3 separate regions of the Sus scrofa genome follow, and regions 2 and 3 are each linked to region 1. A link is a contact called in public Hi-C and HiChIP or PLAC-seq data. All regions are on one chromosome and are shown on one strand. Each heading gives the region's core, a stretch centred on a gene start, on an enhancer-like site or on the middle of the called end of the contact. The rest is flanking DNA. Distances are from core to core; before and after follow the strand shown. Region 1 holds the start of CCIN (calicin). Region 2 overlaps RECK (reversion-inducing cysteine-rich protein with Kazal motifs). Region 3 overlaps RECK (reversion-inducing cysteine-rich protein with Kazal motifs).

The links. Hi-C and Micro-C count contacts between places; a contact is called where the count stands out from the background. HiChIP or PLAC-seq counts read pairs in DNA pulled down with a chosen protein or histone mark.
Region 2: a contact with region 1 is called in an H3K27ac HiChIP or PLAC-seq map of skeletal muscle, with 6 times the contacts expected there. The contact joins the enhancer-like site here to the promoter of CCIN in region 1. A contact is called at or near these places in 7 of 47 Hi-C or Micro-C datasets (embryonic fibroblasts, heart right ventricle, liver and 2 more) and 2 of 2 datasets of contacts at active chromatin or transcription factors (alveolar macrophages and skeletal muscle).
Region 3: a contact with region 1 is called in a Hi-C map of skeletal muscle, with 5 times the contacts expected there. The contact joins the enhancer-like site here to the promoter of CCIN in region 1. A contact is called at or near these places in 2 of 5 promoter capture datasets (fetal liver and liver), 24 of 47 Hi-C or Micro-C datasets (adipocytes, adipose tissue, alveolar macrophages and 11 more) and 2 of 2 datasets of contacts at active chromatin or transcription factors (alveolar macrophages and skeletal muscle).

The regions. Positions count from the first base shown.
Region 1 is chr1:236,945,720-236,950,515 of Sscrofa11.1, reverse strand. CCIN (calicin) reads right to left here and starts at 2,645. Exons shown (of 1, transcript XM_003121999.6): 1 at 69-2,645. The coding sequence starts at 1,880. The coding sequence ends at 114.
Region 2 is chr1:236,851,126-236,855,921 of Sscrofa11.1, reverse strand. The region is part of intron 6 of RECK (reversion-inducing cysteine-rich protein with Kazal motifs); the gene reads right to left. Among named protein-coding and RNA genes, the nearest start is that of RECK, 32 kb to the right of the region's middle. Within about 2 kb of position 2,776, at least 14 of the 83 cell types and tissues checked have an H3K27ac peak or open chromatin away from gene starts, as enhancers often do. A contact at or near this core is called in skeletal muscle, where this site is marked.
Region 3 is chr1:236,876,043-236,880,838 of Sscrofa11.1, reverse strand. RECK (reversion-inducing cysteine-rich protein with Kazal motifs) reads right to left here. Exons shown (of 21, transcript XM_021065979.1): 13 at 2,461-2,601; 14 at 485-673. Among named protein-coding and RNA genes, the nearest start is that of GLIPR2, 41 kb to the left of the region's middle. Within about 2 kb of position 2,523, at least 2 of the 83 cell types and tissues checked have an H3K27ac peak or open chromatin away from gene starts, as enhancers often do. A contact at or near this core is called in skeletal muscle, where this site is marked.

The DNA of each region.
Region 1 (4,796 bases), core at 1,396-3,895:
TTTCAGGGCCAAACAGACTAAGAAGGAACCAACAGGCCATCTTCCTCTCTTTCTCTCTCTCAATAAACTGTGAATAATAATGAATTTACTTATTCTCCCACTTAAAAAGCTGTTTAAATCCTTTGAAGAATCTTGCAAGGTAGCTTGGCCAGACAGCAGGCAGGACAGTCCAGTGCCTCTGGTGGTGGGGCCAGGGTCTTCCACTCGCCTGTCTTTTGGTCCAGCAGGTAGGCGTTTGGATTGATAGTGTAGTCCTTTGTCTGGACATCGCTGGCTGTGGTGACGCCTCCACACACAAACACCTTGCTGTCTCCAATGGAGCAGATCGCATGGGACACATCCAAGGGGCAGTTGTTGGGCAAGAGAGGCACCGAGGTGGTCGTCTTGTTGGCCTTTATCTTCTGCAGGTTGATCTCCACACTCTGCCGGTGGCTGTACACACAGAGGATGTTGTCCTGATGAAAAGAGAGCAGGGGCCGGTGGTTGAACTCGATGGGGAAGGTGATACACTGGACCACGTCCCCAGTGTTGGTGTCGAAGCAGTCCACCACCCCAACCCGGGAGATGTAGCCCTTCACCAGGCACCGCCCAGTGACAATGTACAGGTTCCGGTCACCCTTGGTGATCACGGCTGTGCCGTCCATAGGGATGCTCATCTTCCCTGCGAGGCACCAGGCCTCCTTGCGCTCGTCATAGCGAAAGATGTTGGAGACATACCGCCTTGGGGCGATGCTCCCGCCCACTGAGTACACCGTCCCCCCGCAGGTCACCATGGTGTGGAAGACAAGCCCAATGGGCAGGTCAGGCAACTTGGTCCAGGAGTTGTCATCCATGTCATACCGCCAGGCCGTCTTCAGCCCTGAGATCTGCTCCGTGGTGCCACCAGAGATATAGATGTAGCGACCGGCCGCAGTGGCGCTAAGGGCTGCCGCCCGATAGGGCATCTCTGAGAGCTTCAACCACAGGTTCTCCTGGATGATGTAAGCGAACACGCCATCGTTGAACTTGCCGTGGGCCTTCTGGCCTCCGAGGATGACCACCGAATCAAGCAGGGCCCCTTTCCGCTGGTAGCTCAGCAGACTGGTTGGCCTCTCCTGCTTGCGGTCCACAAGGACACTCTCAATCAGGGTGGAGTGGGCTGAGCTGTTCTCCATGCCCATCAGCTTGTTGCTGGCATACATCAGCGTCTTGTTGGAGACGGCGTTGAGATTGATGTAATTGAAGAACTTCTTGAAATACTTCTCCCGCTCATCCTTCCGGAAGTATACCCAACTGAGGAGTGCCTGGAGAGCCTGGTCCTCGTTGAGCACGTGCAAGTTTTCATCGCGCAGCAGGCGGCCGAAGATGACAGGTGGACAGCGCATGAAGTGCAGGGAGCCCTCGGGGCTGGCCCAGTAGTGGAAGTTGTCGCGAATGCCGGAGTAGGCCAAGTCCGAGACCTCTTTGAGTTCAAACAACTCGGCCAAGAAGAGGTAGCGCAAGCAGTTGGCACGGCGGATGGACTTGATCAGGAAGTCATTGCAGTGAATTCGAAGGCGGGGGGTGTTGAAATACTGGGCCCCGCGAAGCAGCTCCTCCACGTTCTGCTCGGAGATCACCACCTTGCCGCTGTAAAAGTAGTCTAGGAGGTGGTCCACCGTGGTCGGACTCAGGTAGTTGGGGTCGATGGTGATAAAGAGCTCATCGGTGGTTTTCATGTCGTGGTTGGAGATGAGGCTCTTCACCAGCGGAGAGACGGCAGCCAGCACGTTGCGATGTGCAAAGAAGACGTGGTGGTCCACAGTCAGGGCCATGTCCCAGTATTCTTTGCGTTTCCTCTGTTTGTTCAGGTTCTGCAGCACAAAGCTGTTGTAGTTTTTCTCGGTGAATTCCAATTTCATGGTGCTTCTTGCTGGCTGAGGCAGACGATCAGCAGCAGGTACTGGAGAACGGACTTTCTCAGGCCTTTGGGATTCAGATGGATGGTTGTCTGCAGCGCAGTTGAGCAGGGAGGCGGGCGGGTGGGAGAGAGGATGATGTCATAGAGTGGACGAGGTCATCACAATGCCGACCCCCCCACCCCAGGCCTCTCTCAGAGGCACAGGGCTTTTCTCCCCTCCGACGGCCCCGACCTGACCTGCCAAGGCCAGGACGCGTGCTGGGGTCCAGAACTCAGGAGGACACGCAGATGGGTCGCAACTCCCACCTGGGACCCTCAGCCATAGTTCACCGTTGCTGCTAGAACGCCAGAGCCACTTTGGGCAGGAGTTGGTGGAGGGAGGCTGAGGGAGGCTGGGGGAAGGAAAGGGATTATTAGATCATCTAGAAGAATGTACTTTGTGCAGGAGGGAAACTGAGGCTCGGAGAACAGAAGGGGTTTGTCCAAGGTCATGTAGCCAGTCAGAAGCAGAGCAGGGCCTGGGACCCAGGCCTTCTGTAATGCAGCACTTTCCCCACCTTTCAGGACACTCCGAACTACTCAGCTCCTCTGTCTCTGATTCTCAAGCCCCAACGCTCTCTTCTCTGCCAAGGCCCCTGGGTATCAGAGAAAGAGAGCTCTGTTCTATGGCTTCTTACCTTTGGGTCCACAGAAAACATTCCTTATAAAACTGAGAGGTAGGAGTTCCCGTCGTGGATCAGGGGTTAACAAATCTGACTAGGAACCATGAGGTTGTGGGTTCAGTGGGTTAAGGATCTGGTGTTGCCGTGAGCTGGGGTGTAGGGCGCAGACTCTGCTTGGATCCCGCGTTGCTGTGGCTCTGGCGGCGGCTACAGCTCGATTGGACCCATAGCCTGGGAACCTCCATATGCTGCGGGAGCAGCCCTGGAAATGGCAAAAAGTCCAAAATAAATAAATAAATAATAAATAAAATCAAATAAATAAATAAAACTGAGAGGTAGAGGCCAGTCACTGGAGCAAAAATGCAAGTGTTATCCTTGCCCCGGGGGATGGGAGTGGGTTGGAAGCCCTGATTATTTCAGTATTCCCTGAAAACCGGACAGTCTCTCTACATTTCCAAGCCTGTAAAATGTTGGGGGCTGTGATGGGTCAGCTCTCTTCATCACGTGTGGACTTGGACAGGTTGCTTTTTCTCCTTAAAACTCAGTTTTCTCATCTGTGAGATGGGAATCATCATAGTACCCCCCCCCCTTTAAAGATTATTAAGGATTGTGTTACAAGAGAAAATGACGAAGTGTTAAATCAGAGCGTTTGGCTCGAAACAAACGTTCAAAAACGCTAGCTGCCGTTATTATTACATGAGTTCGCCAAGCTTTGGCGTTCCTGGCTGCTCCCTTTGTAAACACTTGTTTACCTGGTTCTGTTCCCTGGAGTTGAGACCTAGCATCCCCCGTCCCCTCCCGGCAGGCTCCCTGCTCTTCCTCCGGCCACGCGGTGGCGCTAGAGGGTCATCTCCCACTTGGGAGCCGGGGCGCCGCCAACGCCTGCGGCCCCGCCCGGGTCCAGCGGAAGAAAGAAGCGGAGCTGCCACCCCTTCTAGGCGCCCCCTGCGACCCTGGGATTCCCTTGGCTGGGCCTCCTACGATCGCCACAAAACACACCTGTGCCCTTTTTCCAGACGTGGGTACTCTGCCTCAGACGGCAGGCGCTTGGCCGGGCAACCAGAGAGGAGCCATCGGGACTGGGGGCATCCCCCTCAGTGTCCGCGGGTTGGTTTCTTCGCAGGCTTGGCTGGCTCAGACTCCCGCAGCACTGCGCCCCCGCCTTCGGAGCACACGTGGGGCTCCCCGAGTTCCCGGGGCGCGGCTGTGCCCAGGAAGGGATAGGGACTAGCCGGAGCCTCCCACGGAGGAGGGCCGGCTCCTGCAGGCCCTACCAGGACCAGCCTTTTAGAGAGCTCCTGGGAAGGGGCTCAACACGCAGACGCTGGTCGCATTGGCGACACCTGCAGAGAGGCCTGGCTCGGCCCGCGCCCTCGATCCCCTCCAACGCGGCCCTACGCCCTGCTCCTGACCCTCAGGCCATCCTAAGCGCTCCTACTAAAAACGCGCCTGTTACTGGAGCCTGGGGAAAGTAAGCTTTTCCCCTCCCTTGGGGCAGTCAAGATCTCATTATTATTCACTCTTTCCCTTATCCTTTCACTTCGGACCTAGCTTTGTCTTTATTGGGGGATTTGGTAATTTGAAAATTATTTAAAAGTGCTTACCTTTTGGAGTTCCCACTGTGGCTCAGTGGGTTAAGAACCTGACAGAGTATCCGTGAGGATGCGGGTTTGATCCCTCGTCTCGCTCAGTGGGTTAAGGGCCCAGCATTGCTGCAGGCTGTGGTGTAGGTTGCAGATGCTGCTCGTATGGTGTAGCTGTAGCATAGGCCGTCAGCTGCAGCTTGGATTTGACCCCTCGCCCAGGAAGTTCCATATGCCACAGGTGCAGCCTTTAAAAAAAAAAAAGAAAGAAAGAAAGTACCTACCTTTGCATGCTGAATTTGTTCACCTTGATGCCTGAATGAGTTAGAGTCACTCTGACTCTTGAGATATGTGTCTGCACAGGGCTAAGACCTTCTATTTTCTCTGAGGAAAGAAGGCTTAGATTCCAGCCCTCCACAAACTAGCTATGTGGCTTAGGTGGGTCCCACCAGGTCTGTTGTCTCCCTATGAGGATAAGTGAGCTCTAATTGCTTCAGCAGCCCAGGTCTGGAGAGGAGAGGCCAGAAGCAGCGGCAATTCACGTGGAGGATGAAGCCTCCTGGTGCTGATGCTGGGTTCTTGCTTTTCACTCCCATTGGCCTCCTGGCCGGCCCACCCAGTAGGAGATGGATGGGTCAGGCCCTGGTGTTTCATCAGTCCCTTGCCCCACAT
Region 2 (4,796 bases), core at 1,527-4,026, 95 kb after region 1:
TACCACTGAGCTACAGGACTCCATTTACTGGAATTTGCTTAACTAAAACCTTTTATTTCCACATGATGGCACCTCTAGTGTTAATAAATACAATTTTTACATATCTTTATTTTTACTAATTTTAGGTTTAAAATAATGTTTCCTTCACTCGAGCATACTGATATTTGATTAATTCACCAATTCTGTTGCTTACTTTACACCCATAATGATTTTATAAACTCTGATCATACCCCTCTTTTTGATAAGATTCCTAACCTTAGGTAATTATACCTAAGATATAAACTATAGGTAACTACCTTTTCGCTGCTTAAATTACGGATGATTAGTTTGACAGGGCTTAAAACATACACGTAATGTGTTACAGCACTGGCTTAGTTTCTTCATTTCTTAAGACAGTCAATCTTGAGGTCTTAGGCTAGTCAGTTCTTAAGTCAGATGTCTGAACGCCATCTAGTGGCAAAAGTAGGCAGTAACAAGGTTTATACTCAGGCTTAAACAGAGCCTCTTTTGGATCTTCTGCCACCAAGACTAAACTCTATGTGACTCCATATAACAGCTCCCTCACCCCAATCATCTTACTCTAGACTATATCAAAATTAGAGTGTTAATTGAGGTGAGGATCTACCACAACCTCAGAGACCCAAAGAACAAGTCAGCTTGTGGGAGTTGACAGCATCCCAAGAGTTCTTCAAGTCCCAAAGCCTTCACTACACAGCTGGAGAGACAGAGGAACACAGAAAGGGTAGAGCTGGGGAGAGAACCCAGACTGCTCTCTGTGCCGGTGCTCTTTCATGACACTATCCTGTGAGAAGACTTTGGACTTAATAGTCCAAATTATTCTGAATGTAGCCAATGCCAAGGTTGAATTCCATCTATAGAATAATCTATTTTAAGTCTATTTTTATTTATTTATTTGTCTTTTTATCTTTTTAGGGCCACACCTGCGGCATATGGAGGTTCCCCAGCTGGGGTCTAATCCAAGCTGTTGCTGCCAGCCTACACCAGAGCCACAGCAACGCCAGATCCGAGCTGCATCTTCGACCTACACCACAGCTCATGGCAACGCCGGATCCTTAACCCACTGAGCGAGGCCAGGGAGCAAACACGCATCCTCATGGTTCCTAGTTGGATTCGTTAACCACTAAGCCATGACGGGAACTCCTAAGTCTATTTTTAAAATCAGCATCTTAAAATATGAAAAAAATCATTTTCTTTATGTTATTATTACTCCCCTTAAAATATATGATCATGAATTCTTTCTTCAGGCAGCTGCTTTCCTTAACCAGTTCCCTACCAATAAGCAGTTCTCTTCACCTAGTATTGGGAGCAGTTAACCTGTGGAAAAACCTGGCAGAAAAACTAACATACAGAGTAAATGTCAAGGGAACCTTATGTGATCCTTCAGGCCACAGTGACCTTCCTTCTTGGGGGAAAAGCCTTTGGGTCCATCTGGGAGGTAGACTCTTTCCAACCTCTTGTTCAGAAGTTGGCTCTGCAGATTTACTTTCTTGCCCAGCCACCCACTTTTTCACTTGTGACCCCTTCTAACATTTCTCCATTTGTCTCTATCCTTTCACTGTCCATTGCCCTTCTACAACTACTGGCCCCTCGAGCTTCTTTTCCATTCTCATCAATGATGAAAATGAAACAAATATGGAGCATATGAATCTTATAAAAAAAACAAACAAAACCAGGTTTGAACCTTGGATGCTTTAGTCACTTCTGAACAAAGACCCAAAAGAGCATATTTTATGAACTGCTATTTGATGTTTCCTATTCCCAAGGCTACTGCTTAAAAGTAATGGGGTTGCTTTGTTCTTAAGGCTTCAATAAATAAAATGTGTTAGCTTTTCACAGATGGACTGAGATTTCTCCCAGTTTGAAGTTTTGCATGAAAAACCTAGATTATCAAATGCTAAGTCGGAGAGACCAAATAATTAACCTTTTAAAAATACGTTTTTGTGGGGAAATAACAATTAAAAAAACTCTTTATAAAAAATAAAAATATGTTTTTAAAGCTTGACAAGATGTTTTCTCCTTGTTTTGGACACTACGGCTTTTTAGTGAAAAAAGAAAAGTCTAAGGACTAGAATATGTAAAGGAGTTTAATGTGACATGCATATCACTAAACAAAAGATTCTTCAGTTTCTTCAGCCTCCCAAAAAAGAAATATCATTTCAATAGCTGGATAAAAATGAGCATACCAAATTGAAATAAGATTAATAGGTCTAGACTGCTCGGAGAAGTTTGCTATTATCACCACAGAGCACCAAACCCAGCTGGAAGCAAATTTTTTGGCAAATTAACATCTGCAGCATAACACAAGGTCTAGAACAGAGCTTACAAAGAATATGTGTTTGTGGAAAACTGATGGTGGCAATGGCCCCAGTTTTTCACATTCTCTTATCTATTTCTCTCACACTAACTCTGGACTTAGTCGTGTGATTTACTTTAGTCAAGTGGACAGAAAGTGTGAAATAAGTAGAGGCCTGTGTATATACTTGCATGATTCCACCCCCTCTCTGGGGCCCCGTCACCACCATGGGAATCTGCCTGAGCTAGGCTACTAGAGGGGCTGGAAGAAACACATGGAGGAGAGCTGGAGAGCTGAGCTGATTTAGGCAAGGACATCCTAAACCAGCCATGCCCTGCGTGACCTGCCAGCTGACCACAGCTGCATTAAGTGAGCCCAGCCAGAAGCAGCTAAGCCTGCCTAGATCAGAACTGTCTAAATCTGTGAGAAATCACAAATTGTTACTGTTTGTTTAGGCTATGGAGTTTTGGGATGGTTTGCTACACATTACTGGGATACAGATACGGTATTCAGCGCTTTCTCTCCTCGTTCAAAGAATGCCTAATTCATGGACATTTACACAAGGTTTTCACATAAAACTGCTATTTACTCTGAAACAAAGAACCTTGTGTACCATCCAGAGTGGAAAATTCTTCTGTTAGAAAAAATTCTATCCATGGAGTTCCCGTTGTGGCTCAGCAGAAACAAACCAGACAAGTACCCACGAGGACACGGGTTCAGTCCCTGGCCCCGCTCAGTGGCTTAAAGGATCAGCACTGCTGTGAGCTGTGGTGTAGGTCGAAGGTGTGGCTCAGATACAGCATTGCTGTGACTGTGGTGCAGGCCAACAGCTATAGCTCCAATTTAACCCTTAGCCTGGGAACTTCCATATGCCGATAGTGCGACCCCAAAAAGAAAAAAAACAAAAAAACTATCTATAAAAGTAACTGTAGCACCTATCTACAGGCAACAAATTTTTGTTCATCCTTTAAGTCTTACCTGCTCTGTGAAGACTTCCCCAATACCTTGGGCAGGGTTTTTTCTTCCAGGCTTCAACTTGTCCTGTACAGACATCTAGCAATGTACTTGCCTCACTGTTGTGTGATGGACTATCTGCATTTCTCTATTTCCAAGGACTAGGCTATGAACTTCTCACAGAGAGTGGCTAAATCCTCCCATCTCTGTACTCTGAGAACAGTGCCTAATACACATTAAGCATATCAATTCAATGAATGTTGAAGGAATGAATGAATGACAGATGCAAAGGCAACTGAGACATGGGCTCTGCTCCCAAGAACTCATGAGTTTAGTATTAAAAAGTGACATGTAAACAAAGAGTTACCCTGTATGGTGACAAATGCTATAATAAAGCATGAAAAGTGTTTATAAGTAGCAAATAATTTTTTTGTGTGTGGAAGGAAGAGGACTGGGCTGGAAAGATTTTAAAGAGGAACCATATAAGCCAGGTTTGGATAGGGGCTGTAGTATGCTGGGGTGGGGAGACATTTCACAGGGGTGAGAGTAAAGAGGAGATTTGACTTATAATATTTGCTGATATTTTATGGTATAAATATCCCCATCACAGCTGCTTCCAAGTTAAAAACAGGCTTGCAAAATTCCTGAACATTTAACAACCAGCTCTCCCTAGCTGGTAGGAGCTGGCGCCAGCCTATTACTGGGCAGGGATGCTAAGATGGATTCAGGGAAAGGGAATTCCAGCAGGACAAGAGGTGGTACAACTATAACCTGGGACGTTATAAGCCGTGAGCTGCTGAAGTGTTAAGGAGGGAAGAGTCAGGTCAGGGGCTAGATCAAGAAAAGATTAGCTATACCAGGCTGAGGAACATGAACTGTATCTTACAGGTGAGTCATTACAGAGTATCAAGACAAGGAGTGATAAGACCACGTTGGGTCTTTAAAGAGGTCACCCTAGGAGAAGTGGAAACAGTAAATTAGAGGAGAAATTAGGGATAGGAAAGCTAGTTGGGCAGCTATTATAGTAATTTCCAAGTTATATAAAGGCCTGAGATAGGCAGTAATTGAGGATATGGAAAGGAGACAAATTTAAAACAATTTCAGGGGCAAATCTTTAGGGTTTGACAGCCAGTTTTTCTGTAAGCGGTGGTGACAAAGAGGAAATGAGTAGACGATACTTCTTAGGCTTTTAGTTTGTGTCTGGGAGGATTGCACTGGAACAATCAAGCAAGAAATATAAGGAAAATGATGAGTTTTTGTCTAGGGATGTGTATATGTGTGGTGTTGTGTAGCAGAAAGGTGGCGGGAAGGAAAGTTAGGGAAGGTAACAGGTGTCTGGCTGATTTGAAATGTTAGTTGAACATCACAAACACACATAACCAGGAGTTCCCGTCATGGCTCAGTGGTAATGAACGCAACTAGTATCTATGAAGATGTGGGTTTGATCCCTGGCCCTGCTCAGTGGGTTGGGGATCTGGTGTTGTCAAGAGCTGTGGTGTAGGTCAAAGACGCAGCTTGGATCCCGCGT
Region 3 (4,796 bases), core at 1,274-3,773, 70 kb after region 1:
GCATAGTGCTTGACACACAGTTAAGAGTTCAATAAGTATTAGTTATCATTAGCTTTAAGTCCCTTCTTAATGAAGTTTCTAAGAGAGTTCCCTAGAAGTCTTTGTGTTCTGAAGAGTATAGTTTGAAAAATACTCCCCTGCAGTATCTGATTTATAGACTTTATTCTTTGGTAAAAATCCACCCAATGTTCTCCCTACAAAGTTAATATAACTAATCCCATATTAAAAACAAACAAACAAACAAAAAAACCCAGGGAGTTCCTGTTGTGGCTCAGCAGCAATGAACCCGACTAGTGTTCATGAGGAGGTAGGTTTAATCCCCGGCCTCACTCAGTGGGTTAAGGATCTGGCGTTGCTGTGAGCTGTGGTGTAGGCCAGCAGCTGTAGCTCCAACTTGACCCCTAGCCTGGGAACTTCCATATGCTGCAGGTGTGGCCCTAAAAAGACAAAAAAACAAACAAAAAAAGAAAACAGTTCGACTCACTTTTTCTTTTTCCTCCAACAATACAAGACTTCTGAAGGTCTATACAGTGCATCTCTATGCAGTTTTCTAGGAGTCCACTTTGTCCGCATGAGCAAATTTTGTAACAACCAACTTCCCCTGCTGATGATGGCACCTGGATTAGTGTCCCTTGACGGACAATAAAATCAGAGGCTTCTCCCAACTTGCAACCTGTGCAGACAAAAATTAGCTAAGAAAAATTGTACTGTGCTCTGATATTGTTTTATGACACTAGGTACACCTCACATACATCTTATAGGTACTGCGTGGCCACTAATGATTATATAATAGAACCTCCAATAAACTAAGGAATTGCTTTGATACACAGGCCAAAAACATATCCTTTCAAAGGGAAATTTCATGTTCCGTGAGATAGTGGTGATTAAAGGGCCCATACCCCAAAGTTAGCTATAGTTCTATGCCAAAAATATTGTAAGATATGTAGTTTTTTATTTCTTTGGGTTTATCAAATATATTTTAAAATCATAGATTTTTAAAAATGGAGTATGGAAACTGACAGTAGTTTCAGAATAATCTTGATCATAAAATTTTACTGATAGAATACAAGCAATATCTTAAATTCAAAGAAAAGTTGCATACTTGAGATTGGACCCATTTCTTTACAATTTTAACAAGATGTATTATGATGTTATAGCTGATATACTGTAGTACAATACAAGTATTATAAGGGTACTTTGAGACATACTTATTTAATCTTTTGTTCTTTTTTACTTCACATGTGTTTAAAAATTTGATTCTAACATGAAAAACATTTTCAACTGGGAAATAGATAAAAAGAAGTAAAGTGTTGCCAAAACTACATTCTAAAGAGGCCCACAGGGAGATAAAGATCATAAAAATTCTGTGGGATCAAAATTTTTGAGCCTTGAAATCACATGCATTTCAGCACATTAAATTTATGAAGATAGTTACATATCCTATTGAGAATGCTATTTCTCCATGTATTAAAGGAAAGAAAAGAAAAAACATGAACAACATGCAGTACATTTTCTCAAACATTACAACATAGAAAACGAAGTATAAAAAGCTGGCCTAAGGTTATTTTTTCTTTTGTTGTTAAGAACCCTATAACTAAACCTATACAATGTTCTAAGTCAACTACACTACAGGTACAATTAAAAAAAAAAAAAGAGGAGTTCCTGTCAAGGCTCAGTGGTTAACGAACCTGACTAATATCCATGAGGACGTGGGTTCGATCCCTGGCCTTGCTCAGTGGGTTAAGGATCCACCGCTGCCGTGAGCCATGGTGTAGGTCGCAGACGTGGCTCGGATCCTGAGTTGCTGTGGCTGTGGTGTAGGCCTGTAGCTACGGCTCCAATTCAACCCCTAGTCTGGGAACCTCCATGTGCCACATGTGCGGCCCTAAAAAAGACAAAAAAACAGAGTTCCCGTCATGGCTCAGTGGTTAACGAATCCGACTAGGAACCATGAGGTTGCGGGTTCGATCCCTGGCCTTGCTCAGTGGGTGAAGGATCCGGCGTTGCCGTGAGCTGTGGTGTAGTTTGCAGACGTGGTTCGGATCCCGCGTTGCTGTGGCTCTGGTGTAGGCTGGCGGTTACAGCTCCGATTCGACCCCTAGCCTGGGAACCTCCTTATGCAGCGGGAGCCGCCCCCAAAATGGCAAAAAGACAAAAAAAAAAAAAAAAAAAAAAAAAGACAAAAAACCAAAAACAAACAAAAAAAGAACGCTATGACTCATTATGAGAGTCTGGTTTTGGCTCTCATGAGATTAGTTCACAATCGAAATGACTATTAAAAATTACATTTGTCTTTGTCTTTTTTTGCTTATGTAAATAACACCTGTTTATTGGTAAAACCTTGACCATTACAGAAAAACATAATTTAGAAAATAATCTCATTCCAAAAATAACTCTTATAAAGAGCGAGCAGTGGTACATACCCATGCCCACCCCACGCCCCACTTATCTACCTCTTACCTTGCACACAAGAGTAGGGAAGACAGGGATCTCCAGCTGGACACCCCTTCCGGTTGACCTCACAGAGTTCATGGGCGGGGCAAGGATTTGGGTTACAGGGATGAGTCACCTCTTCCACAATGTTACCTAAAGTGCTTGGCCCTGCAAAAACCAAAAACAGATCAGTTTAACCCACCCAAAAGAGTAACAAAGTTCTGTACATTGTCTGAATTAATGACATCTATAAAAAATGGTGAGGACTGATTCTAGGAAGCTTTTAAAATACTCAGATTCCCTAATCATTAGTACATTTAGCATACACATACATTTATTCATTTATTTACTTATTGGGTGCCTACAATATGCCTGGCAAGGTTCTTGGTACTGGAGATAGAGTAGTGAACAAAATAGACAAATCTCTGATACAGAGTTTACATTCTGGTCAGGAAGTAGACAATGAACAGACCTGGTGTGTGATTAAATTAAAAGACAGATAATGATTAAATAACAAGTAGAGTAAGGGGAAGGAAAGTAAAGGTATATATATATATATATATATATATATATTTTTTTTTTTTTTTTTTTTTTTTTTTTTTTTTTTTTTGGTCTTTTTGCCTTTTCTAGGGCTGCTCCCCTGGCACATAGAGGGTCCCAGGCTAGGGGTCTAATAGGAGCTGTAGCCGCCGGCCTACACCAGAGCCATAGCAACGCCGGATCCTTAACCAACTGAGCAAGGCCAGGGATAGAACCCACAACTTCATGGTTCCTAGTCAGATTCGTTAACCACTGAACCACGACGGGAACTCCAGTAAAGGTGAAATAAGGTGGTCAAACAGGTGCCTATGTATAAGAGGGATAATGTAGCATATTTTACCATAAGTAATAATAATTTACTATGGTAAGTTGGAACCTATACAATGATTATATTTATTAACTTGTTAAATAATGACCAAAGGAGTTCCCATTATGACTCAGCAGGTTAAGAACCCAACATAGTGTCTGTAAGGAAGCGGGTTTGATCTCTGGCCTCACTAAGGGGGGTTAAAAATCTTGCGTTGTTGCAAGCTGCAGCAACATAGGCCCAGATGCAGCCCAGATCCAGTGTTGCTGTGGCTGCGGAACAGGCCTGAAGCTGCAACTGTGATTGGACCTCTAGTCTAGGAACTTCCATATGCTGCATGTGCAGCCATAAAAAGACCAAGGAAGAATCTCACTTGAGATACAGCTATCCTTCAATATCTATGGGGGATTTGTTCCAGAACCCCATAGAAACCAAAATCTGAGGATGCGCAAATCCTTTATATAAAATGCACAGTATTTGCATATAACCTAAGAACCTTTTCCTATATACTTTGTCACCTCTAGATTATTTGTAATATGTAATACAATGTAAATACTATGTAAATAGTTGTAAATACAATGTAAATGCTATGTAAATAGTTGCCAGATGTACAGCAAAATTCAAGTTTTGCTTTTTGCAACTTTCTGTAATTTTTTCCTAAATATTTTTGATTCGCAAATACAGAACCTGTGGTTATGGAGGGCCACATATGTGGTCATACGATACTGAAAGAGAGTTTTTTTGGAGGCGCCGTACCTGCAGCACGTGGAAATTCCCAGGCCAGGTATTGAACCCATGTCACAGTTATGGCCTGCCCCACAGCTCTGGCAATGCCAGATTCTTAACCTGCTGCATCGTAAGGGAACTTCTGAACAGAATATTGAAATTTATTTATTTTTTGGCTACACCTGAGATATGTGTAGTCCCCAGGCCAGTGACCAAATCTGTGCCATAGGTGTGACCTGAGCCACAGCAGGGACAACTGTGTGGCTTAACCACTAGGCTACAAGAAAACTCTTGAGTATTGAAATTTAAACAAAAGTATTTCTTTAAGTTTCCTCCCACTGAAATAGTTTCCTTCTACACATGTGTCTGCCTGCTCTAGTAGAGTCCCAGATTGTGAATACATTCATTTCGCTTATTTGATTTTAGGCCAGACTCAGACTCTAAGGCTAAGAGAGGCTCTTGGAGTTTATCTCATCCATCTCAATCATTTTACAAACAGGGAAGCTGAGACTTGAAGTGATCTTCTTAAAGTCACAGAAGCCTATGCTTCTAGTCTAATGCTCTCTTTTTTGCTATACTGGTCACAAAGGCTAAGGGACATAGTTCATTGGTCTTGAGAAATATAGCAGATATTACTAACTGCAAATCTAGCATCCACTCTTTTCTTCTTACTTACTCTCATAACTCTAATTTTACCCAGGTTGGCAATGGGTCCAAAGGTAAAAAAATCCCAGTTTCCCTTATAACTAGGGGTGGTTTTCCCTTACAATAAGACAGGGTGGCTAGAATT